Linked DNA regions of Mus musculus: all the other regions are linked to region 2. A link is a contact called in public HiChIP or PLAC-seq and promoter capture Hi-C data. All regions are on one chromosome and are shown on one strand. Each heading gives the region's core, a stretch centred on a gene start, on an enhancer-like site or on the middle of the called end of the contact. The rest is flanking DNA. Distances are from core to core; before and after follow the strand shown.

Region 1 (3,929 bases), core at 992-3,491, 140 kb before region 2:
TACTCCCATCTCTGCTCCCAGGCTCTCTTAATATATGAAATTATTAGAATTAGACTTTGTAAAATTAGAGAAAGTTCTATTTGTGCCTGAAGACCAGAATCACTTTTCCAGTGGGTATCCAAACTAAAATTTTTACTTAATGTCCTTCGTTTTTAAGTACTTGGAAAATCTGAACTGAATAGTTGCTTCTCAAAATATCTTCAACACTTAGACATGGAGAGGGATCTAGGAATCATCTAACGCTTCCTATATTCAAGTTTCTAGCCATGGCACACCTAGAATCTACTAAACGCCTAACACTTTTCTCCTATCGCCTCTCTAATATTCTTGCTGTCTAGCCAATGAGAAGCTGAGGACTATGTCTCATGGAATAGTCCTAAGGAAGTTCCTGTGAAAAGGTCAGGGTGTCCCATGGGATCTGACCTCTCTGCATCAAAGCTGCAAGGATTTAAGGCTTGCTCCTCTTAATAACTTTAAATGTTATTTCTGTACTGGCGTCTTTTCCTAGTCTTTCCCAAGAAATATGACAAAGTGAATGGTGGAATTAAAGAGAAGTGTCTGATTGCCATTCAAAAGGTAAAGTAAATGCAGAATTGGTCTTGCCATGAAGAAACGGTTGGGCAGATAAACCTTTTTAGGCAGTCTCATTACTTGTGCGTTTGATACATATACTACATTCAGAGTGTGTTAGTTGGAGTTTTCTTTACCATAATGTAGTACCTCACAGAACAACTTAAAAGAAGGAAGAATTTATTTTGACTCACAGGTTTTGTTGTTATTTTTAAATTAAATTTAATTCTATGTATAGGAGTGTTTTGCCCTCACGTATGTCTGTACAACATGAGTATGTGTGCGAAAGGCCAGAATAGGGAGCTTCAGGTGGTAGTGCACCACTGTGTAGATGCTGGGAATTGAACCTGGGTCCTTCAGAAGAGCAGCGAGTTTTCCTAGCCACTGACTGAGCCATCTCTTTGACTCCTTGGCTTACCACTTTCCAGGCTTTCAGCCCTTTCATGGAAGGGAATATGTAGTCACACCAAGGCAGTCAGGAAGCCAAGAGAACATGTCTGTGCTCTGGGCTTTCTCTTTTTCTTCTTTTATTCCACCTGATCCCAGTCTGCACCCCACATTCAGGTTAGGAAGCTCAATTTCACTGTTGTAATTATTTTCCCTTCTACCTCCTCCCTTAATTAATCCTATTTGGAAACAGCCTCAAAGGTATACCCAGAGGTGCACTTTACTAGTCTCCTTGGACTTTACCTATCCAACAGACAAAATGAACCATCACACAAGAGGGTGATGCTTCCTTCCTCTTTGAGAATTGTGGACACTCAGAGCATAATCTGTATTCTGATAATTACAATATGGTATTAAGGTATTGCTGACATTTTATGTAAATCTCTGTATAAAAATTTCCAAATATAAAATATCAAATCATATCATATGTAGGTTTTCTAATCACTCTAAGTTAAAATTAAATAACATTAAAGGTGTTTATAATATACTCTGGATATATTTATTATTCTCTCATTACTGTTTTTTCAACTGTATTATTTAAATAGTTTTTGTGTGCTTGAATTTAACTTCACTTAAATGCATTTTTTTTAATGGATGGACAGAATTCTATCCCTCGCAAATTCATAAGGTGAAGTCCTATCCCCCATCAACTCAGAATATGATTGAGTCATGTGGATGGCCCAAATTCTGTAAGACCTGTGTCCTTACAAGAGAATATTAAGACACACACGCATATATATGTGTGTGTTCATAGAGAATACCCCATATGATGGCACAGCGGGATTATGGCCATCTGCATGTGTGGAGAGAGGTCTCAGAAAAAACTAAAGTGACCAACACCTGAATCCCAGCATCTGCCTCCCCTTTTTGAAAGCTGATAATTTTTTGCTGTTAACTCACCCATCATGATGTTTTTGTTATGACAGAGAAGTAAGCTAGAACACTTTTCAAATTCACATATGCTACTTGCATAGTAACATGGCCAATTTTCTTGGTATTATTTAATTTTAGCATGTGAGCTATCAAAGTCCACAAGAATTCTACTTTGTTTTCATTGGAAGCTATGCCCTTCATATAAAACTCCATAGGTTATCTTCAGGAACCCCTTTCTCCTGTTAGTAGACTGTGGAAGATGTAAGAAATTGTGGCAAAATGGAGAGAGGTCCCATCCTACCCTCATCTCCGCAACTGTTCAAGCAGAGAATGCAGCTTGTTTCTCTCTAGTCACGCTGAAAAACCACTTCCTGGGAACTGGCGATACTGGGTGAGAAGACAGAGAAGGTTGGTCATTAATGTGCTGGCTTGGGTCACTACGAAGTCTTTCAAGCCCCTCTGCACCCGGAGGTCATTTTCCTTCTTGGTAGTGCCGCTGTTTTCATAATTGCTTCCTTCTTTGACCTTTTCCTCTAATAAACTGAATTTGGAGTTAGACTCCTCAGTGTGTCCCCTTCAGGGTCCTAGGTTTTTTCTTGTTTACCCAGTGCACATGAAAATGTTATAAAATAACACTCAAACAGAATGTGAAAGGAATAAGATTTTTAGTTAGAAAAGTAGAACACCAGATAGTGATAACTCAAGAGGCTTTTAGCCTCAGGTCTCTAATTATTTTTCTGGTCTCTGTTAGGTTTTTCTTTTTTCTTTTTAGTACTGGCAAAACAGAGTCTGTTTCTGTAATCCCCATCCACAACATTCATCTGCATTACGAAGAAATTACATAAAATATGTGAACACAGGAAAAAAAACCAGTTTATTTAGTTTTTACCAAATCTAGTGATAGCCATTTCTGTTGGATCTCAGCCTTTCCCATAGGACTGCTACAATTTACAGGTGTAATGAAACAAAAGCCAGAAAAAACGCCTGTGTAGCTGTAGTATCCTTATTGGACCTAGGAAACCAGCCTTTCTCCCAGCTCGGGGAGTCAAATGTTCTAGGGCTAGAGCATTCAGAAGGGGTTTTAAAGGCATCATAATATAATTTAGACTTTTGCTGGGTGATTTTTTTTAAAACAAGACTCTGGATTGGGTGCTATAAAGAAGCAGAGATTAATGGATGGTTATATATGTTAATATATCTTATAGAGAGAGCTGACTAGTCTGGGGCTGAAGTTGAATTGTAATTGGTAAAGAATAAGAATCATTCATCTATTAACTGAGGGAAGGAGTTTTAGTATTTCATAGGTTACAACATTTCCTTGTATTTCCTTGTGGTTAGGCAAATTTACAGAGCAGTCTTGTCCTCACATTCTTTTTTCAAAAAGGCCTTATCTGGTGCTGATATTTTAGGAGCTACTTTATGTCTGCTAGAGAGTAACTCGGCCTTGCTATGAGCACTAGGAAAGCTTTCAACAGCTGTCAGGCCAATGTTTGATTATTAGGGACTGATTTTTCTTACTCATGTTTAAACCAGTACAATAACAACATCAAAAAGCAATGCAATTTTAGAATGGGGCACAGAAGCAAATAGAGTTCTCAGAAAATGAAATACAAATGACTGAGAAGATTTAAAAAATGGTCAGCACCTTTAGAAACACTTAAAAATGCTCAACATCTTTAGAAACACTTAAAAATGTTCAATCACTTTAGGCATCAGGAAGATGCAAATTAAAACAACATTGACATTTCAGCTTACCCCAGTCAGAATGGCTAAGATCCAAAAAAGAAAGAAAAAGACTATAAATGTTGAAGTAGATGTGAAAGGGGGGCACTTACTGCTTGTGGGAGCATGAACTGGTGGAGCCACTATGTAATCAGCTGTAGGTTCCTCACAAAGCAAAACTTAGATCTACCATATGATCCAGCTATGCCCTTCTTGGGTGAATACCCAAAGGACTTTGTTTCCTACTCTAGAGACACTTGCTCAGTCCTGTTTAGCTCTCTTCATAATAATCAGGAAATGGAAACAGCCTAGATGTC
Region 2 (3,969 bases), core at 1,318-3,817:
CTTAGAAGTCCATATTCACACAATTATAAACTCCATAGTAGTGAAATTTAGCAGACTACTGTTATAAACAACAGGGATAAAACTGCAATAGAGTGGTGGTAGCTCTTGAGAAAGGATACAAATAAATACATTCTCTATAATTCTAATATTATTATTTAAAGTATATATAGTGAGTATCTGCACATACCAATTTTCAGTATGCTAATTTTTTTAAGGACAAGTGGGAAGGAAAGAATTGGGATAAAGGGCACAAGAACTTTCAAGATGCTGGAAATTATCTTAACTGACATCATGATCACAAGGTATGTTAAATGTGTCATAACCTATCAAGCACATTTGTGATTTATGAACTTTATTATGTGCATATTCTAGTAGTCAAGTGAAACACTTTATTAAAATTATATTGAAGATAATATAGTATGGAAAATATTCATTCTTCAAAAATGTGTAAAACAAAAGTTAACAGAAAGTCTCAAGAGATTTGAGATAAAGAATGTTAGCCCATCTTTTTGCATTTACATTGACATATGTAAATCATAGACATAGCTCCTTTGTTGTTTATTTAGCAATAATTAGATATCTTCATTGGCTTACAGAATACAAAAATAGATGAATGAATAGAAAATGCAGGTCAGTGTGTCCAGGAGATGACTTCATGGAAGAATGTGCTTGGAATAATGAGAAAGATAGAGAACCAGGTACAGATGAACTTGTTAAGGGATTGAATGCCAAGAAGTGGGACTGAGATATCATTTCAGAGTTAAGGTGTTGTTTTTCCTTTTGATGTTGCTTCCCTTTACTAGATGGGAAAAATAAGTCCAACTCCCACTATGAGTGAGGTTTTATTTCTAGCAAGTAGAGAGGATTTAAAACAAACAAACAAACAAACTAAACTTAGTTTTACTTTGAGAAACACCAATCTAAGACAAAGAACACATTACCTTCTGGAGACTGGGAAAACTCGAGTAAAAGATCCTTCCAAACTGACCCAAGTTGTACAGTTGCAGCAGCTAAGAGGGCACTGGTTTTCACAAGACTCTCCTAAGGCATGATCAACAGATCAGCACACAGCACACATTCTGTCTTATAGAACATGAATACACATTTGTGTAGTAAACACAAGTCCCTTTTGCCCAGTTTGGGCAAAATACTTGATCCTGTATCTCCTACTTTTCTATTATAGTAGAGTGTACATTTTAAAAAGAAAGATGTGGAAAATGTCATGGGTGCATGTCAGTGAGTGGCCTCTGAAGGAATTTCAGGGCAGTGGATCACTGAATGTAAAACAGTAACCATTACCATCAAGAATGTGGAAGGACTTCAAATGTGGCTGCAGATGACAATCTGACATATTTTTTCTTCCTTCCTTCCTTTCATTGAATTCCTGGATTACAACTGAGCTTTTAGCCTAACTACTGTGGCAGCACTCCAAGAAAATAGAGCAACCCAACTTTCTTCCTGGCCAGAGTGTTTGGACTATGGGTCAGTCCTCAAATACACATGTACAAACCTACTCTTGTGTGCAGCCCTAAACAGTTCTGACATACAGGGAAAAAGCCAGTCCTTCCTGTTTAGCCACCTCTGTCCTTGTCTCCCACCCATACTCTAGCCGACATGGATAACTGGCAGTTACACACCCTCATACTTTATTCTCATACTTCTGGACCTTTCTTGATGTTACCAAACGCTACAACACCCTTGCAAAGCATGAACTCTTCCCATTCCTCTGATCACTTAGAGCTCAGCTCCTCTGACTCTTTTTCAGCAACTACCTCCAATCCAAGACACTTCAGACAAAACTGACATTCACTACTTCTGTGTTTGTGCTATATGTAAATTGACTTGTGCTGGTTTCCATCAATTTTATCTGAGACGCGTTTATAAAATAGAACTAAGAACTCCTTGAAAGTCAGATGGTGTGATAGAAAAGTGCTTATGTTCTGGGCTCTGATAAAAGGATTCAAGCCGGATCTCTTTCCCTTGTAGCTGCCCGAGTTTTTACAGTCAAACTCACCTCCCTGTGCCAGTTTTCTCATCTTTAAGATGAACACCATTTAGACTAGTTAAGACTCAGTGATTTTAATATGAGAAAAGTGAAACACTAGGTCTGTTACCTAGTAAGGGCTAGATAAAGGGTTGGCGCGCATCACCACTGGTTGAAGGAACCCTAGAATGCATGGTCTGCAAGCTCCATATGGGAAGGAATAATCAATTTGTCCTCACAGCAATCAGTGATGCATCTCACAAATACAAAGCAGTGTGCCTGAAATGGGCATAGTCTCAAGAAATAATCTGTTTAGTTGGCGGAGGCCTTAATGACTCTACAATTATCATAAATACCGCCCCCATCCTCTATTAAGCCTTACCAAGGTGCTTAATACCTCGCAGAAAAACTAGAAAAACGTTCCCTTCCTCTAATTCTTCTACTTCATCTCCGTTGTTCCTTTGTGCGAATTTGATTCCCTAATAAGTTCGAACCCCACAGCAAGCCTGGCCTTTCAGTCAGTAGTGGGAGGGGGCGGGAGAGGAAGCCTGAGCGGGGCGTGGTCACCACATTGCAGAGCTTGAGTGCGCCTGCGTAGGATGCGGCAAAGCTAGGTGCTCTTAGGCTTTCCTTCATTGCTGGCTACTGCTTTTGTAAAAGGATCGCCTGTCTCGCCAGCTCTCACTTTCGAACCGCACAGCTCCTGAGTATCAGGCTTCGGCTCTGAGCTGAGCTGCCAACACACCTCAGATCCTCCCTGCGACGGATCGCTGACCTCCGCGTTCGCGTTCCTGTCTCCTGGAACCATGTCTCTGGTAAGCCAGAATGCGCGCCAAAGCAGCGCAGAGACTACCGCCGATTACAGCAACAGCCAGGGTGAAATGCAGGCTACTAATGCCTCCGGGCCTGCCACCTCCATGCTAGCCCTCGAAGCTCCCCAGGGCCCTGAGATTCCAAACGATCCACAGGGAGCCAGCGCTTCCCAGGCTGTGCGGGACCCGAGTGACATCGAGGTTCTCATCGACGAGCAGTCCCGACGTTTGGGGGCGCTCAGGGTCCACGACCCTCTTGAAGAGAGGTCGGTTGCTTTAGTGAATTTCATGCGCATGAAAAGCCAAAATGAGGGGTCTATCCGACAGTCAGAAATGCTGGAGTTTCTCAAAGAATACTCAGATCAGTTCCCTGAGATACTCAGACGAGCCTCAGCTCATCTGGATCGGGTCTTTGGGTTGAATCTGAGAGTCCTTGATCCTCAGATGGACACTTACAACCTAATCAGCAAACCAGGTCCCCAGACCACTGAACGGCTAGCAGAGACCCTGGACATACCAAAAGCGGGTCTCCTGGCCTTGGTCCTAGGCCATATTCTCTTGAATGGCAACCGGGCAAGAGAGGCCTCCATTTGGGACCTGCTGTTAAAGGTGGATGTGATAGATGGGTCTCAGAGGATCAACAACCAGTTTGGGAACACAAGAAACCTCCTTACTATTGACTTTGTCCATATGCGATTTTTGGAGTACTGGCCAGTATATGGCACTAATCCCCTTGAATTTGAGTTCCTGTGGGGCTCTAGAGCTCACAGTGAAATCACAAAGATGGAAGCCCTGAAGTTTGTAGCAGAGGCCCATGATGAAGAACCCTGGAGCTGGCCAGAAGAATATAACAAAGCTCTGGAAGCTGACAAAGCCAAAGAGAGAAGCCAGGCTGCTGGCTTAGAGTTCTGGTCAGAGGACACTATGAATGATAAAGCAAATGAATTGGTCCAGTTGGCCATTGGTGTCACTGAGGAGTTGCTGCCTATCCATCAGGATGAGCTATTTGCTAATACTGGCAAAGAATTCCAGGATGTGTTCCCAAATATCCTCAGCAGAGCCACTCTAATCCTTGATCTGTTTTATGGGTTCTCTCTGATTGAGGTTGATACCAGTGAGCACATCTACCTCCTTGTCCCCCAACCAGAATCAGAAGAAGAACAAGTAATGCTA
Region 3 (4,209 bases), core at 1,237-3,736, 190 kb after region 2:
TAAACCTTGCAATATATATTCTTGAACTTGGTTTCTCTGTTGGTTCTTAGCCATCCATGCTAATCTGCATATGAATTCTCTCTATCATAAGTCCTCATCGCAAGCTATTTGATTAGTGCCCAGATTACACTAGAAAATAAAAATATAAGCAAAGCCCACCAAAAAGGAACTTTTCAACTTCCCTATCCAACCTCCTTTCCTCACCATAGCCCCCGTGGTGGTGGCAGGCAACACTGTTCTTCATTACCTTTGACTGGTCTCACTCCTCACTTTTTACAGTGATTAACAAATTCTATCGATTATCTCCCACAAACAGTTCCATGATACCCTTCGTCTCCTGATCCCCTGCTTTGGGCCCAAAGTCTTTTAATTGTGTCATGGTGGGGGAGGGGCAAAGGCAAGTGTTCACAGAGATCAGAAGACAGTGTCAGAGCCCCCCAGGAGATAGTTACAGGCCAATAAGAGGTAACTGATGTGGGTACCAGGAATCAAATTCTTGAAGAGCAACAAGCATTCCCAGCTCTCTGGCCCATAATGCTTCAAAAATATTAATCAAGAGGTTAGCCTACTGTGATGCCTTCCAACAAGACAGGTTTCTTGTAGTCTTCTCGAATATACCATAAAGTTTCATATATCTTTACCATTATACAATTCCCTTTATCTGTCATTCCTTCCCTCAAATCCGTACTTAAACCTGTTACCTTCTTAGTAAGTTAGTAGGTATTCTGCCCAGCTCAGACTCTATCTACATTTAATCATTTCCTCCACAAAGCCACTTGATTTAAACAAAATAGGTACAAAAATCTCAAAATATATGTTCTAAGATCCTCAAAACCATGATTAATGGAAAGCCATTCTTTCATGTCAGAACTTCAGGGCTAAATAACTTATCAGACTATTAAATATTGTAACTAAAATACACTCTGCACTTCATTACATTACTACTTTAGTAACATCAACCTTGATCTTAATCTGAAAAGAAACAATAGTGTTGTTACTTTAGGAACGTTATTGCATGTATAACCATACATTAAAACCACAAGACAATCTTACAAAATCTCTTTTTTAAAAAAATTACATATTTTCTTCATTTACATTTCAAACGCTATCCCTAAAACCCCCTAATTACCCTCCCCCTGCCCTGCTCCCCAACCCACCCACTCCCGCTTCCTGGCTTATAAAACCTCTTGCTCTCACACAGCAGTCACACTGACTGTAAATCAAAACTGGATCTCAGCAAAAGTCTCTTCGTGTACTAGACCTTTGGAAACCATTAGATCAATGAGTATGAAATATACAAACGACCATAATAATAGAACTGTGGTAGGTACTTGTGTCAAAACAACAGCCTGTTGCCTTAAGGAGGACATGAGCTTCTTCGTGACAGTCCCCTGGTTTGCCATTCTTTATTTATACTAATGTTGACTTAATAGAAAGTAACGACTTGCCTCCTGATTGGTCCCCCTGCTCTCAGACCGGCTTCCTTAGTGAAATCCAGCTTACTGTTTTACATTAGTATCACTGTGACTCTATTCCATTGCCCCCCGCCCCCCGACCTTTGCTGACTGTTTTCCATCTGCTCTACATAACTGTGTCCCTGACAAGGCATCCAAGAGCATTCACATCCTTGCTCCAGCCTGTATTTTCAGTCCTCACTCCCATCCTCTTCACATAAACTCTCTTCAAGGTACAGCAGCTGGTCTTGGAACACTTTAGAATTGTCATGTCATGCCTTTTCAAACACGTTTCTGGTCTGAGAGGTCATCAATCCTCTTCTGCCTGAAAAATGCTTTTTTTTTTTTTTTTTTTTGGTTTTTCGAGACAGGGTTTCTCTGTATAGCCCTGGCTGGCCTCACTCTGTAGACCAGGCTGGCCTCAAACTCAGAACTCTGCCTGCCTCTGTCTCCTGAGTGCTGGGATTAAAGGCATGTGACACCACCACGCCCAGCTGAAAAAAAAAAAGTGCTTTTATTAATAAAGCTTAAACCTTTAGAGAGTTCCCTGAGCCCAGAATCATTATGGCCTTCACTTGATTTCTGCACCATTGTGTTTATTCTGAAAATACACTAAGCTAATTCTGCAGGGGGTACAGAGGGTGGAAGGAGTGCCCTGTCAAGGGATGTACCCCAACAGAGACTGCAGCACTACGTGTTAAGCATACTGTTCAAGTAGCAGTGGGAGGATGGAGATGGATGACCTTTAATTCATGAGGTACTACTGTGCTGTGTGCATCTTTTGCACAGTGCCTTTTTGTACTTGTGTGTCTGGGGGTTGGGACAGCAAAGAAAAGGAGATACAGGGGAAGGAAGAGGGGAGAAACCAGAACTGAAGAGAAGGTGGATGCAGTGCAGTAAAGGCAGATGGGCGGACCCACATTTCTTGGGTTTTACATTTGGCGGAGGCCCAGCCCAGCAGGCTCAGAGGAAGTGGTTGGGGGTTGGGGGTTGGGGGTAGGGGGCGAGAGGTGGAAAGGGGGAGGGGCTGCAGTCCCTGTGAGTCCTGCGGCCTGGACTGCTAGGCAACCACCTTCTGCCCCACCTCAGCCGGTTCCTGTAGCTGTGACTCAGGCCAGCGGTGCCAGACGGGGCGCGCTGGGCAGTGCAGCCCCACAGGTGGCAGCGGCTCGAGGACGGTTCCCGCCAGGCTAAGCAGTGGAGCGCCGCACAGCGCGCCTTCCCGCCTCCCAGCCGCCGCCCAAGCAGATCCCGGCCGGCGCCAGCAGGCCTGCTCGGTCGATCTTCGAGCCGAAGATGCGGCGGGGCTGGAAGATGGCTCTGTCTGGGGGGTTGCGGTGCTGCCGCCGGGTACTGTCCTGGGTGCCAGTGCTCGTTATTGTCCTCGTCGTTCTCTGGTCCTACTATGCCTACGTCTTTGAACTCTGCCTGGGTAAGTGGGGCTGGCCACATAAACTGGGGAAATTATGCTCCAGCACAATCGTCTGCCTTATCCTTCATACCGATGTCCCCAGTGAGCTCAGCCCTCACCCTGCGGCTTTTCCCTTCGCGCCCTGAAAAACTCCCAGTTTCCAATCTTGGGCTTCTCACAATATCTCTCATGCGCCGTCCCACGAGGGTCCCACCACGTCGCCATCTCCTCTCCCCTGGGTTTTCTTACTTCCTTGCTCTACCCTCGATAATTCCCTGACTCTTTCTACCAGGACCCCCTTTCCCAGTACAGGGTAACCACTTAAGCTGTACTGCCTGGCAACCACCTTCTGAGCCCACCCTACCAATTGAGGAAGCACCATACTCCATGTCCTTAAAGTGCCTGCTCCACCAAAGCATCCAACTAAGGGCCCCACCATTTCCCCCTCCTACTATGATTCCTTCCATGCTGGGGATTCCCTCTAAGGGATCCCAAAATAATTCCTGTCCTCTTCTATTAGCTCACCTTTTCTCCACTTTGAGATCCATACCTTCTCTCTGCAATCTTCAAACACAAGCTGAGAGGTTTCACATCTCCTCCCCACCCACTTCTGAACCTCTCACATCAGAACATTCTGTTCTCACTTTTTACACAGGGCTAAGCCCTCCGTCCATTCTTTCTCTGAGATCCAAGAGAGCACGCACATGTGTGCACACATGCAACATACACACCACACACACACACACACACACACACACACACACACACAGAGAGAGAGAGAGAGAGAGAGAGAGAGAGAGAGAGAGAGAGAGAGAGGAGTGCTTCATATGTTTGCCTTCTTATGACTCCTCAGTCTGTGTGTTCTACCTCACATTTCACACAATGGTAATAAGGTTTCCCCCCTTCTTTTCCTGTGCGCTTCCCTCATTTTCAGAGCTCCTTTTGTGGTGTGGGGGTTCTATACAACACTCTCTTCTCATATTAGAGCTCTGCACTGTACCACACTGGGTACAGCCTCTTCCCTTCCACTTTGTAAAGCATTCAACTTCTCATTAGAAGGCCTATGTTATTTTCTGACAGTCCCATCCACAATAAATGCATACTCAAATGTTTTCTTTACACTTACAAGAGTCCCCACAATCTTTACCATATCCCACGGAAGAGCCACTACTTGTTTAATCTTTAACTATCTTTACTGAGAAACATTCTTCACCCCCTCCAGTGTTTTCCCACTGTCCCCACATTCTGACACTATCAGTCCCTGGTGCTTGTCATTGTTTCCTCTCAGAATGCACTTGCCCCCTGCTTTCTCAAGCCTGGGAAATCCAGTTCTTTCTTACTGAA

What was found. HiChIP or PLAC-seq counts read pairs in DNA pulled down with a chosen protein or histone mark. Capture Hi-C pulls out chosen DNA fragments and counts their contacts.
Region 1: a contact with region 2 is called in a RAD21 HiChIP or PLAC-seq map of pro-B cells, with 4 times the contacts expected there. The contact joins the enhancer-like site here to the promoter of Magee2 in region 2. A contact is called at or near these places in 5 of 39 promoter capture datasets (embryonic stem cells, hippocampal neurons, liver and 2 more), 1 of 15 datasets of contacts at CTCF or cohesin (pro-B cells), 1 of 484 Hi-C or Micro-C datasets (gonadal supporting cells), 3 of 115 datasets of contacts at active chromatin or transcription factors (embryonic stem cells and stem cell-derived neural progenitor cells) and 1 of 9 other capture datasets (embryonic stem cells).
Region 3: a promoter capture Hi-C map of pancreatic islet shows a contact between it and region 2. The contact joins the promoter of Zdhhc15 here to the promoter of Magee2 in region 2. A contact is called at or near these places in 1 of 39 promoter capture datasets (hippocampal neurons), 1 of 484 Hi-C or Micro-C datasets (forebrain), 2 of 115 datasets of contacts at active chromatin or transcription factors (embryonic stem cells and stem cell-derived neural progenitor cells) and 2 of 9 other capture datasets (adipose tissue and pancreatic islet).

What each region holds. Positions count from the first base shown.
Region 1 is chrX:104,996,758-105,000,686 of GRCm38.p6, reverse strand. No RefSeq gene overlaps it. Among named protein-coding and RNA genes, the nearest start is that of Gm33486, 5.2 kb to the left of the region's middle. Within about 2 kb of position 2,241, at least 3 of the 459 cell types and tissues checked have an H3K27ac peak or open chromatin away from gene starts, as enhancers often do. A contact at or near this core is called in pre-B cells and pro-B cells, where this site is marked.
Region 2 is chrX:104,855,865-104,859,833 of GRCm38.p6, reverse strand. It overlaps Magee2 (melanoma antigen, family E, 2), which reads left to right and starts at 2,567. Exons shown (of 1, transcript NM_053206.2): 1 at 2,567-3,969. The coding sequence starts at 2,791.
Region 3 is chrX:104,669,341-104,673,549 of GRCm38.p6, reverse strand. It overlaps Zdhhc15 (zinc finger, DHHC domain containing 15), which reads left to right and starts at 2,486. Exons shown (of 12, transcript NM_175358.4): 1 at 2,486-2,886. The coding sequence starts at 2,751. Gm39530 (a long non-coding RNA gene) reads right to left here and starts at 3,730. Exons shown (of 3, transcript XR_003953044.1): 1 at 3,391-3,730.